2 separate regions of the Mus musculus genome follow, and region 2 is linked to region 1. A link is a contact called in public Hi-C data. All regions are on one chromosome and are shown on one strand. The core of a region is the stretch at or near the end of the contact, and the rest is flanking DNA. Distances in the headings are between cores, read along the strand shown. Region 1 overlaps Sel1l3 (sel-1 suppressor of lin-12-like 3 (C. elegans)). Region 2 holds the start of Tbc1d19 (TBC1 domain family, member 19).

What was found. Hi-C and Micro-C count contacts between places; a contact is called where the count stands out from the background.
Region 2: a Hi-C map of bone marrow-derived macrophages shows a contact between it and region 1, with 11 read pairs. The contact joins the promoter of Tbc1d19 here to the enhancer-like site in region 1. A contact is called at or near these places in 1 of 484 Hi-C or Micro-C datasets (bone marrow-derived macrophages) and 2 of 115 datasets of contacts at active chromatin or transcription factors (bone marrow-derived macrophages and pancreatic cancer cells).

The regions. Positions count from the first base shown.
Region 1 is chr5:53,193,715-53,199,161 of GRCm38.p6, reverse strand. All of the region lies in intron 2 of Sel1l3 (sel-1 suppressor of lin-12-like 3 (C. elegans)), which reads left to right. Among named protein-coding and RNA genes, the nearest start is that of Sel1l3, 17 kb to the left of the region's middle. Within about 2 kb of position 2,596, at least 77 of the 459 cell types and tissues checked have an H3K27ac peak or open chromatin away from gene starts, as enhancers often do. A contact at or near this core is called in bone marrow-derived macrophages and pancreatic cancer cells, where this site is marked.
Region 2 is chr5:53,805,519-53,811,823 of GRCm38.p6, reverse strand. Tbc1d19 (TBC1 domain family, member 19) reads right to left here and starts at 2,197. Exons shown (of 21, transcript NM_144517.4): 1 at 1,966-2,197. The coding sequence starts at 2,064.

The DNA of each region.
Region 1 (5,447 bases), core at 1,347-3,846:
CAGAGTGATGGGTACTGAACGAGCTGCAGTTGCTTTGTCCATCACCAGCCCTCAGCACCAAGCTGCCACACTGATGGGGGAGCCTAAATTCTGCATATTATCCTAAATGCTGTGTGGTGATAGCCTACACAGGATCCATACAGAGGCTCCTGGGTCATTCCACAGCCTCTCTACACATCAGAGCTGGAGACTTATGAAGTGGGTTCCAAGTTCTCCCGTGGGAGGAGAGGCACTGGCTCTGGGGGCCTGAGCACCTGTCAGTTCTCTTCACTTGGCATGGGGAGTGAGCAGGGTCTGTCCCCAGACCCCACCCAGGTCTAGTATGATTTCCACCCATGAGCACTTGCAACCGCAGTATCTAGTGTTTGTGCTATCAACACAATGTTCCTCAGCTACCTAGGACTGGAGATGGAGTGGGCTCAGCATCTGACATGGATTCTGATGCACCCCAAAATTTCAATCTCTGGTCTAGGGGGTGGGACTGTGGATAGGACTTTGATCTTGTTTAGACTCTGGCCCAACTCCCAGGCTGGCTTGGCAGGTGCAGGAATTCCACAGCCCATGACAATGGGCCTTTCCAGTCGGTTCCTCAGACTTGGTCTTTTTCAGAGCTGGTATGGGAGGTGATTTAAGGACATGACCCCATCCATGCTCTGTCTCTAGTGACATGCTTTTTCTCACCTTTGGGATATGATTTCTGGGGAAACAGTGGTTGTGGTGACTTCTTAGTAAGTTCCAAAGTGGCTGTGTGTGTGTGTGGCCATATAGGTCCATAGTTCTTGCTGCATACATTAAACAGCATCTTGAAAGCTCTTTATTTGACTCTAATTGTAGAGCCACTAGAAATGAGAGAAATGGTAGAGGAAGTCCTTTGTGCCATAGTCCAGCTTTTCCCACTGGTACTGCATTCTGTAATCACACCACAGTATTAAAACTAGGGAACCAACACCACTGAATACTGTTATCTGTAGACTAGAATCAGGTTTCATAGTATCTGCATTTGCTTGGTGTGTGTGTGTGTGAGTGCATGCACACACACATACACACACACACACACGGATTGTGGGAAGAGCTGGGTAATTAGATGTCTGGAATACAGGAACTATGCATAAATGGGTGAGCCACCCTCCTCCAGGCAGAGCCCATGCTAACTCCTATCTGAGCGCCTTCCACAGGGAACCCCCAATTTGTCAAACAGAAGGGAGCAGGGCAGGGCTCAAACAGCCACAGTTTTGCTTTGCCTCTGACTTCACCAGGCTTCATGATTCCATTTCATGTTCCGAAAATGTATGTCTTTCTCATTGAAAAATGACCAAATTGCAAACGGGGTGTCTTAAAATGACGTTCTCAGGGTGCCTTGCAAATGGGGGTGGGGTGCCTTCTCTTCCTTCTGCTGTTCCTTGCCCTGTTTGCAAGGGCCAGGAATGGCACAGTGGGAATTTTCTACCCGCCTTCTTGAGAACATTACTTTTGGCGTGAGAACCAACCTAATCAAATCATTGCACACAGGAAAACCTTTCTTAGGAGTTAAAAAATCACTGAAAATGGAGGTGGGAGTCTTTGGCACTCTCAAACCAGCCCTGCACCTGCAACTATGATTTGTTTATCAAAATGAGCCCATTTTCCCTCTCTCCTTAAAAGAGAAGTCACCTGAGCCGAGTGTGGCAGGCTGTAAGACGTGCTCTGACTTTTGTTCTGGATGGGGCTGTGGGCTAACGGGGCTAGAGGGAAGCCTGGTTCTTAACAGAGCCCTTTTTACTTCCTTTGCTTCCTGGCAACAGCTAGCTGAGAGATCAGGAGAGCCCAGATGAGCTTCAGGGGCACCTGCAGGTCTGGACCCCTCTGTAAAATGCATCCCCATTGAGATAGGGCTTGGAAAATGCTCTCTGAGCCAAGCATCTCATATCCTATATGGTCCTGCCTCTGTGCCCCGATCCAGCTTCATCTTTTTTGTTGTTTATGAAAAGGCACAAACTCTCCCTGTGCCTAGATTTTCCAGGAGAATGGTTGAAGTCCTCTCTACCACCAGCTTAGCTTGTGTTCCAGGATAGGACTGAATATCTCAAGAAAGGCCCAGGCTGGACCACTGGTTTGACTTTTGGAGGACAACTGGCAAGTCTGCATCCATCCCTGCTGAACAAGCCCGACCCAGATCCAAAATCAACATCTTTCAGATACCTTGAACCAAGACTCTTACACATGCCCTTCTGCATACCTGTCCCTGTTGTGTTCTCGCCACGGAGCCATAGGCGGCTGGGCAAGCAACGCCTGTGGCTCCTCCACCTGATTGTTGTCTGTTTCCTTGGGGGAGGGGATGGGCCTTATCCCTTAAGTCCAATGTGTGTCTGACTCATTCCTGAACTCACTGAAAACACGGGGTGGGGTGGGGCTGGAGTTAACATTCAACCCGGGCCATCCTCAGAACCTCTTCCTTGTCACACCCTCAGGAAAGAGTCTGCCAGTGCTGTTGGCTACAGCTGAAACTGTCTATGCCATCTGTTCAATCTCTCCTTGCCACGTGGACTGCTGGCATCCTTGTCTAAGTCACCACCCTCCTGGACTTTGACCTCAGCCTCGTGGCTCTCCAGCGTCAGCCTTGCCTCCTCTCTCTCCTGGAAGGCTGTGCAGTGCAGCCTGGTCACCTCTGTCCCCCTTTGAACCTCCCTATTCTGCTACTTGGGAGTCAAACCATGCTGTCATGCAGCTCTTGCTGGCTCCACCTCCTGGCCACATGAGTCTGCTTGCTTCTACCTAAACAGGCCACATTCAGTCCCACTTGGGGACATTTGAGGACATGTGGGTAACTGTTGCCACCTAGAATGCTCATCTCCTAATCTCTGTTCAGGTTGCATCTTTACCTCCTTCATCCCAGCACTCAAATGCCTGCTTCTGTGACCATCTGGTCTGAGATAGTGACCTTGCCTGGCATTATCTTTTTGGTCTCCTCTGTAGGCAATAACTACTGGACACTGTAATTATTTTTTGTTATTGTTGTTGTTCAGAAAGTTCTTTCCTTTTTAAAAAAAATTAGATATTTTCTTTATTTACATTTCATTACATTACATTGTTATCCCCTTTCCTGGTTTCCCCTCTGAAACATCCCTATCCCATCTCTCCCCTCCCCCCAACCCACCTACTCCCACTTACCTGTCCTGGCATTCCCCTACACTGGGGCATCGAGCCTTCACAGGACTAAGGACCTCTCCTCCCATTAATGTCCAACAAGGTCATCCTCTAATACTTATGTGTCTGGAGCCACGGGGTCCCTCCATGTGTACTCTTTGGTTGGTGGTTTAGTCCCTGGGAGCTCTGGAGGTACTGGTTGGTTGATGTTATTCTTCCTATGGGGCTAAAGCTCCTTCATCTCCTTCAGTCCTTTCTCTAGTTCCTCCACTGGGGACCCTGTGCTCAGTCCAGTAGTTGGCTGAGAGCATCCACCTCTGTATTTTGAACACTGTAATTAAATACCTATATTTTCTGGTTTCCTGTAGAACATTATAATGCAAGCTCCTTGAGCCGTAGCTTCCCAAATGGCCTATCACACTGACTGAGGCTGCAGGGTCCCAGTTACTTCTCTTGCAAACACACATGGCTCAGCTCTGCCTTAGTGGGTTGAGTCTGACACTCCCACTTTTGGGTCTTCCTGATTTAGTTCCTCTGACCTAGGATGCTTATTGTCCTACACTGTCCCAACAAGTGTCACCAGCTCCATCAGCATGTGGCCTTCCCTCCTTCCATGTGTCCCTGCTGAAATCCTCCCTAAACTTTGACTGTTAGTCCAAATTGCTACCTCCCCTTGTCCCATCCACAAATGTATGTGTGTTCATGAGCGGTTTATTTCCACAATCAGAAATTGCCTATTGGACCTCTAGCTGGTGTACACAGTCTCTCTTGGGATGTGTATTGTGTTCAAAGATTGACTGAGCCTCTACCGACCAGTTTCTTCCCCAAATCTGGGAACTTACGGGTAGAAAGCTAGTCCCTCTCTTTAAGGTGGTTGTGTAGGAGACAAACACAGCTATGGCACAGTCACAGCCACTCTCTATTTCCAAGTCCTAGTCATGTGCCAGACATCGTGGGAAGAGCCTAGCTTCTCTACCCAACACTCTGCCTTCTAAACTTGCTGATGGGGAAGTAGACTTGGGGAAGTAGAATGATCTGTTTCAGGTCACACAACTACTAACCACAGAGCTGGTATTTAAGGCTGGATCATTTGCCTCCCAAACATCATATTTAACCATTGGGTTAGACAGGTGCCTAGGGCTGTAAAGCTAGCTATTAATTATTTATTTATTTCATGCCATTCACCTTAGACTTAAGCTGCTATGTGCTTATCAGGTGCTTCAGTGGGGTTTGTCACAGAGGAGGTGACATTTGGACAGAGACCTGATGGCTAAGCAAAGCTCTCATAGTCAGAAGAATGGAGATCAAGATATCAGAAAGGCAGAAAGGACAGAGGGAGTTATAGCGCTGAATGGGGGAAGGGGTTGCATGACACAGCCACATCCCTCTATGTGCAATTTGGCAGGCAGGCTGTGTGTTGCCTTCCTGCAGGAGGAAGTTAAGAGGGCTCTGAGACCCAGCCTGTACACATGAAGGGTCATGTCAACTGACTGCCAGCATCCACTATGAGATGAAGATGCAGACCAGTAGTGTGCTTGCTATGTGTCTGAAGCACTTACTTGCATTTGAAGGCAGAATGCCAGGCGTGGGTGAGGTTATTCAGGACCACACTGTGAAGATTTCCAAGCACCACATTAACAGTAGTGACCGTTCTGCCCTTGTGCCTCCGTTCACGACAGGTGTCTGATGAGAAACTCTTGGAGCATCATGGACGATATTTAAAATTACAGTTATTTATTAATTTGGGGTTGGGGAGGACACATGCACATGCCAAGTTGTGTGTGTGTATATAGAGGTCAGAGGAAAACCTGAAGGGGGATTGACTCCCTTCTTCACCATGTGGGTGCCAAGGTTCAATCTCTTGGCTGCAAGCACCTTGAGCCATCTTGCCACTTGAAAGTATGGTTTCTTATAACAACATTCTATTACAATAAAATAACTGAAATTTAAGTCAGAACTTGGGTCCAGGCTTAACGTATCATCCTTGTGGAAAAAAATAAAAATGACTCTCAAACAAACTGGACATGCATCAGGATTGTTCAGGCCAATGACGTGAGAATCCATTTCTAATTATAAGCTATATATTTGGACTTAAAAAAAAAACCCAGAGACTCAGTCCCCCTTTCCCCAGTTAATCACAGTAGTCTGAGGTTTCCAGTAATAACACTAATTAGTGGCTCGCATCTGCGTTGCCCTTTACAATGAACAAAACACTTTTTCCAGGCACATTGTCTCATTTAATCCTTGTAACAATCTCAAGGGAAAGACAGCATTATTCTCTTCCTCTTCTTAATGAAGGGGAAAACTGGAGGCTCAGGGAGATT
Region 2 (6,305 bases), core at 948-3,447, 610 kb before region 1:
CATCAACAATACTCTCCCCTTCCATGAGGCAACGACCCTAAATCACAAGCAATGTCAGAAACTCTCTATTTAAAATTTCAGGCAATAACTCCCCAGTTTAGAATAGTTGTAAAAGCTCTCTACAATGTGGACAGGTTGAAAAAAAAAATTCTCTTGGGCCTAGGACCTCATGCCAATTCAGAGATGTTAGCAGACACCAGAGCAGGTGTGTCTGTTTCACACACCTGCCACAGATACAAGGCTGAGTTTAGTTGCAAAACAAAGAAAAATAAAAGCCAGGGCTAATAAGGACCCTGCACAGATAAGGTATATGAACTAATAGTGTAGAATCAGAAGCTCCCACACCTACCATGGTGCTAGCACAGACTAAATCAGCCTATTGCTTGGAAAGGGACACATAGGCAGAGAGACTTGTGAAGCTGGGAGGTAGTAGAAATATTGAGGCAATTTCTCTATGCTCCAAGACTCTAACCAGAAGTAACAGAAGGCTGGGTGCAGTCTAGGGTGTAAGGAAGGGAACAGGGAAAATCTCAGAGTTTGCTTCACTCATGACCTATATATGCTAACTGAAGCACCACATTTTGCTTGGCTTTTTGTTGCTATGATAAAGCACTGCCCCAAAACAACTGGGTGTGGGGGGAGTAAAGAATTCATTTGTCTTACAAATTACAGCCTATCACGGAGAAAAGCCAGTGTAGCAACTCAAGGTAGAAACTACGGCAGAGACCCTGGAGGATCTGCTTTCTGGCTTGCTCCCAGGCTCATCATTCAGTACCTTGATAATATAGCCTAGGCTTGCCTGCTTAGGGATGGTACCACCCACAGTGGGCTCAGCCATCCTGTTTCAGTTAGGAATCACGAAAATGCCCCGTGCATATGTCCACAGAGGCAGCTTAGGAGATCAATTTCTCAATTAAGGTTTCCTCTTCTCAGGTGTTTTAAGTCAACAAACAAGATTAATCATCACATACCACACTCAGTAAAGATACACTTAAACAAAACTTTCAACCTACTTAACTGACATTTCTAAATTATAAAAAAAAAAAAGATGTTTACTAAGTACACAAAGGATGTTCAACAAGAGAAAACAAATTACGAATCTTAAAAATAAAAAAATACTCCAACAAAATTTAAAGAATTAACATAATATAAATTTTATCCATCCTGGAGTTAAACTTGAAATCAACAAAAGGAAGAAACTGGAAAGATCTCCCCAAATTTGAAAACTAAACAATACATTTTCTGGACAATCCATGGGATAAAGATAAAGTCACAGAATATACATATTGGCATTATCCATAATCTCTAAACAACCTAAATATCCACCAGGTAAGTACTAACTAGAGAAACTAATGGGAACAGAAGTACTAAAATACCAAGTTTGGATGGATCTCAAAATCCTAACGGGGACAGAAGCATCCACAAAAGTTTTGGTACTGTAGGATTCCATTCACACTACATTCTCATACAGTAAAGCTCTACTGGTTATTCTGTCTACTCGCAGGGCCGAGTCTGTTTAAATGAATTCAATAAACGCTAGGTGGGCACATTAAAAAAAAAATCACTGTAGGGAGAGCAAAGTGCAACAAAGTGACACATTAGAATAAAGCACATGGGATCCCAATCCATCCACGAGAAAGTAAAAAAGAAGGAAGGCATGCTGCTCGTGAGTCCAACATCTAAAAAATAAAAAATAGGTCCCTTAAACGACTACAAGAATAAACGGGAGAAGCCTTGGCCATTCTCTGGCCTGAAGAAGGGCGTGATGAGCCCCACCCATCTTTAAAAAAATACAATTGCCTCACTCCTGGGTCTGAGCAAACAAGGTGCAAGGCTCAGGGAGGGGTTTAAAACAGCAGAAAGGGGTGGAGAGAGCAAAAAGCTCTGGCCTGGGTGAAGGCAGTGTAGCAGGCAGGTCATCCTGCGGCCTGCCGGTCTCCATAGCTTCCCATCAGCCCCGCTTACCCAGGCCTGCCGTTCCAGCTGAGCATACAAATTGGAGCCCTTGAGTTTCTGGACGATCTGGGCAATGATGAGGGACAGGTCCGACTCCTCCTGCAACATTTCCCCTGCCCTAACCCGCCAGCCGCGGGGACGGCCGCCGGCAAGGAAAGAATGCGCTGCAGGGTCCCACTCCTGGCCGCTGACACTTCTCCCGGACCTTTTTTCGGCGGGACTCCTCCAGCGGGCGTTGCCAGGCAACTGCTGGGCCGTGCGTCCGTCCCTCTCTGGTCCCCTCCGCATCTGAAAGACCTCGCACATGCGTTCCGAGGGCGGAAAGAGACCAGGGCCGGGAAGTAGATTTCATTGTTCCTACCCAGTCTGATCGAAAACACAGAACAAAAGCTTGTTCTTCCGCAGCCACAAAGTTTCAGATGTGCAAAAAAGAACCGAGAACGAGGTGGTGTGTGTGTGTGTGTGTGTGTGTGTGTGTGTGTGTGTGTGTGTGTGTTGAAATTTACTATATAGACTCTGTATTATAGAGATTCTTAACTCTTCCACCAGTCAATCTCTGCAGAACACGCCTGTGAACACAATTGCTGCTGGTTACACCCCAAAATTATGGGCTCTGATACTAGCTGTTGCACTTAAGCGATGTATTTAAATTGCAGAATTCAATTTACACCAATTGGCAGGATGTTTTGATAGTTGGCTGAGGTAAGAAGCAATTCATGAAGTTGCACGCTTGTTTCCTTTGCGACTGTTTCTATTCTCTAGGCTTTATACAGCAGTGGTTCTCAATCTTCCTAATGCAGCCACACTTTAATACAGTTCCTCATGTTGTGGTGAACCCTAATCATAATTTTTTTGCAGCTTCTTCATAACTGTAATGTTGCTATTGTTATGAAACACATATAAATATATGTGTTTTTCAATGGTCTTTTTTTAAAGGAAGTCTTTTTTAAGAGTTTATTTATTTAATGTATATGAGTACACTGTCATATGGTTATAGATGGTTTTGAGTCACCATGTGGTTGCTGGGAATTGAACTCAGGACCTCTGGAAGAGCAGTTAGTGCTCTTGACCACTGAGCCATCTCTCCAGCCCTTTTTCAATGGTCTTAAGCAAGTCCTGTGAAAGGGTGGTTCTTGGGAACTGCTGTTCTAGAATCTACAATCATATCCTGGTATTAGTCTCCTTTCACATACAAATTAACCAACAACAATTACTAATACTTTTTTTTTTAGTATTCTTAATTTTAAAATGACTAAGATCCTGACTGTCCTTGTCTTTAAGAAATCTACCATCTAGATTTCTATGCATTCATTCCATCTTTTAGACATGGTCCAACTTTCAGTTTATCGAGCATTTACATACAAGGAACTGTGTGAGCACAAATATTTAATAAAATACAGTTTGTGTCCTCAAGGAAATATATGAAACATAGTTATAATTAGAAGTAACTGATTTAACTAATTGAACGTTAATCCAAAGGCCAATAGTAGGTCAGCAAACGCCCTAAGGTGTAATTATACATTAGAATACACATTAGAATAATAGAATAATTAGAATACACATTAGAATAATATCACCAAAATACTTACGGATTAATTTTGGTTTTGTGTGTATACATATTTTTTAAGCACAGCAAGAGTAGAATTTCAGGAAAACAGGCTGAGAATGCTGAAAAGGCTAGTTTAGCCTAATTACATTGAACGTTAATGAGCTTAAGAGTCACAAGAGGTTTTGTTAAATCAAACTCGAGTTCAGATTCAATAGGCCTCCAGTGAGATCTGTTCATTTGAATTGCTGACAGTGGCCTGAAGATTGAAATGCTTGGGATCCAAGAGCAAACTCTAAATAGGGAAGGGACAAAAGCAGCTAGACAATAGGAACTCAGTGAGATTGGACACCTGCCATCTAGGTACATCTCCCACATACTGGCATTTGTCACACCATCACAGAGATACCGTGAAGATAGATACAGATTCTAGATAATCTGCCTGGTCTGCCCGGTTCAGAAAAACCCAGGCAGGAAAGAGATATCGTACTATCTTTGTTTCTTTACAAAACCTTCTTCCTCAACACAGAGTGTCTCAGGCCTGTGGGTGAATATAACACTATTTTTTGTAGTTCCTTCAAGTCAATAACCCACCTGATCATGAACCTGATTAAAGCAACGTGGCCTTGAACAACAATAAAAAATAAAAATGGTGGTAAATGCTCCTTTGATGTTGCAAATAAAGGGATGATATGGAGAGAGATAATCATGCTTGCCTAGGCTTAGGAGAGTCTTGGGGCAAAGAAGCAAGACTCCCACATTCAGAAAACATCCTAGCTCCCTTCCTAGAGAATTGTGTGATTTTTCCTTCCTTGCCTGAAAAAGAAAGAAAATCCCATCCTGGAGAGTATTCTGTAAAGAAAGGATACCTAGTATTATAATGTCAATGAGTAAGATATTACAACTGACATAACTATGGAAAATAATATCCCATAACTCTGACAGGAAACAGAAAGTAACTAAACATATAAGAAATGTGGATGTGTCCAGCCCAAGTTTTTGTACAGATAGATGCTTTAAATCGTTTCTGAGAGAGCAATGTTCAGGATTAAAGCAACCGTCAAGAAGTTGGTGTAGATTTAATTTTCAAATCATACACAAGAAAAATAAACCTTTAATCATAACACTAAAAAATGTTTCCTACAGACATAGAAGCAGGTGTGATGGAGTGTGATTCAATTCAAGACTGCCCTCTGCTCCCTTTTTCCAATTTAATTTGGCAAGACCTTTCGAAGCACCTGCTGCAGAGGAAGGCTGGCAGGAGTACAAAGATCAGTAAGGACTATCCCTTCTCTTAAGGAATTCTCAGTTCCCTGAGGATGATGTAGCGAGTATGCAAAGAGCTTTAATAAATGACAGGCCCATCATTCCCCCACCTGTGTGTGCACCTTTTTCTGTATTCAGGTCCCTGTTCCACAGTTAACTGAAGAGGAAAGGTCTCAATTCGAGACTCCAATAGAGGACTTGCATTCAACATCGTTACTGTACCCGGAATAAGTAGAGACTGGGAAAATCCGCTAATTTCACATTTCAAGGTGACAATTGACTCAGCCTACTATGTGAATAACAGAGTCCAAAGTCACCTGAGTGGTTACAGCTGCCTAAATAGAGGCATAAGTTAAAAAGTCACAGAAAGACATCTCCTGAAATACCCTCCGAGTGGTGTTTCTGAATCATCAGAATTGGGTCTCTGGGCCCAACCCACCTGTGGTGGTTTGAATAGATATGACCCCCATACACTCAAGTGTTTGAATGCTTGGCCTATGGGAAATGGCACTATTAGGAGGTATGGCCTTGTTGGAGGAAGTGTGTCACTGTGGGGGTGGGCTTTGAGGACTCCTATGATCAAGCTATGCCCAGTGTGGCACAGTCTCCTTCTGATGCCGTCAGATCGAGATGTAGAATTCTCAGCTCCTTCTCTAGCACCGTGTCTACTTGCATGCTACTAGGCTTCTCACCATAACAATAATGGACCGAACCTCTGAATCTCTAAGCCAGTCCCAATGAATTTTTTTCCTTTATAAGAGTTGCTTTGGTCATAGTGTCTCTTCATAGCAATAAAACCCTAAGATGTCACCTTTCTCAGCTGTGCTCTGATTTCTGTGTGGATCTCACTGCATAGCAGTCAAACATACATGTGAAAAGCACTGAACAGTGGTACCTTATGAAAGGATGTGAGTTATGTCAATAACATCCTTCCCACTCCCATAAGTCACTGAGGTGCACTCCAGAGGTACTATGAAGCACCCTCTTTATTCCATGAACTGTACCAGCTACACTGATAATTATTCTCCTTTGTTTTAAAAGAAGACACTGTTTCAGCACATTGTATTTCAGAATTTATTGAACTGTACGCTGTCAAGGATAGCCCTTTGAAAATATGGTCTGAGATTATATGACAAGAGGAGAATATTTGCAAATGATATTTAAAAAAATAGATCAAACCTGGTGACTTGAGAAAGAAGTAGTTTGTTTGTAAATTACTTCCATCTAATTCCAATAATTGGAAACCGCTCTATAAAATTCTCAGTGATTGTCTCTGGTTGTACAAATGGAAATGGACTTTAGAAATACAATTTGTTCTATTTGGAGCAAGGGAGATTTACTGGTTAAGAAAAAAGGAAAAAGGGGGAAAATGATGCCCTAGTTTCTCTGGTTCCTTCCTGCAGTCAGGGCTAATGGTAGAGCAAGTTTGCCTAGCTCAGTGCCTTTTCTGTTCTCTAAGCACCATTCTGTTTGCTTGTCCCACCAAACTTTCACACACACACATTCACATATTTTCACCTTAGATATTTATCTTTCC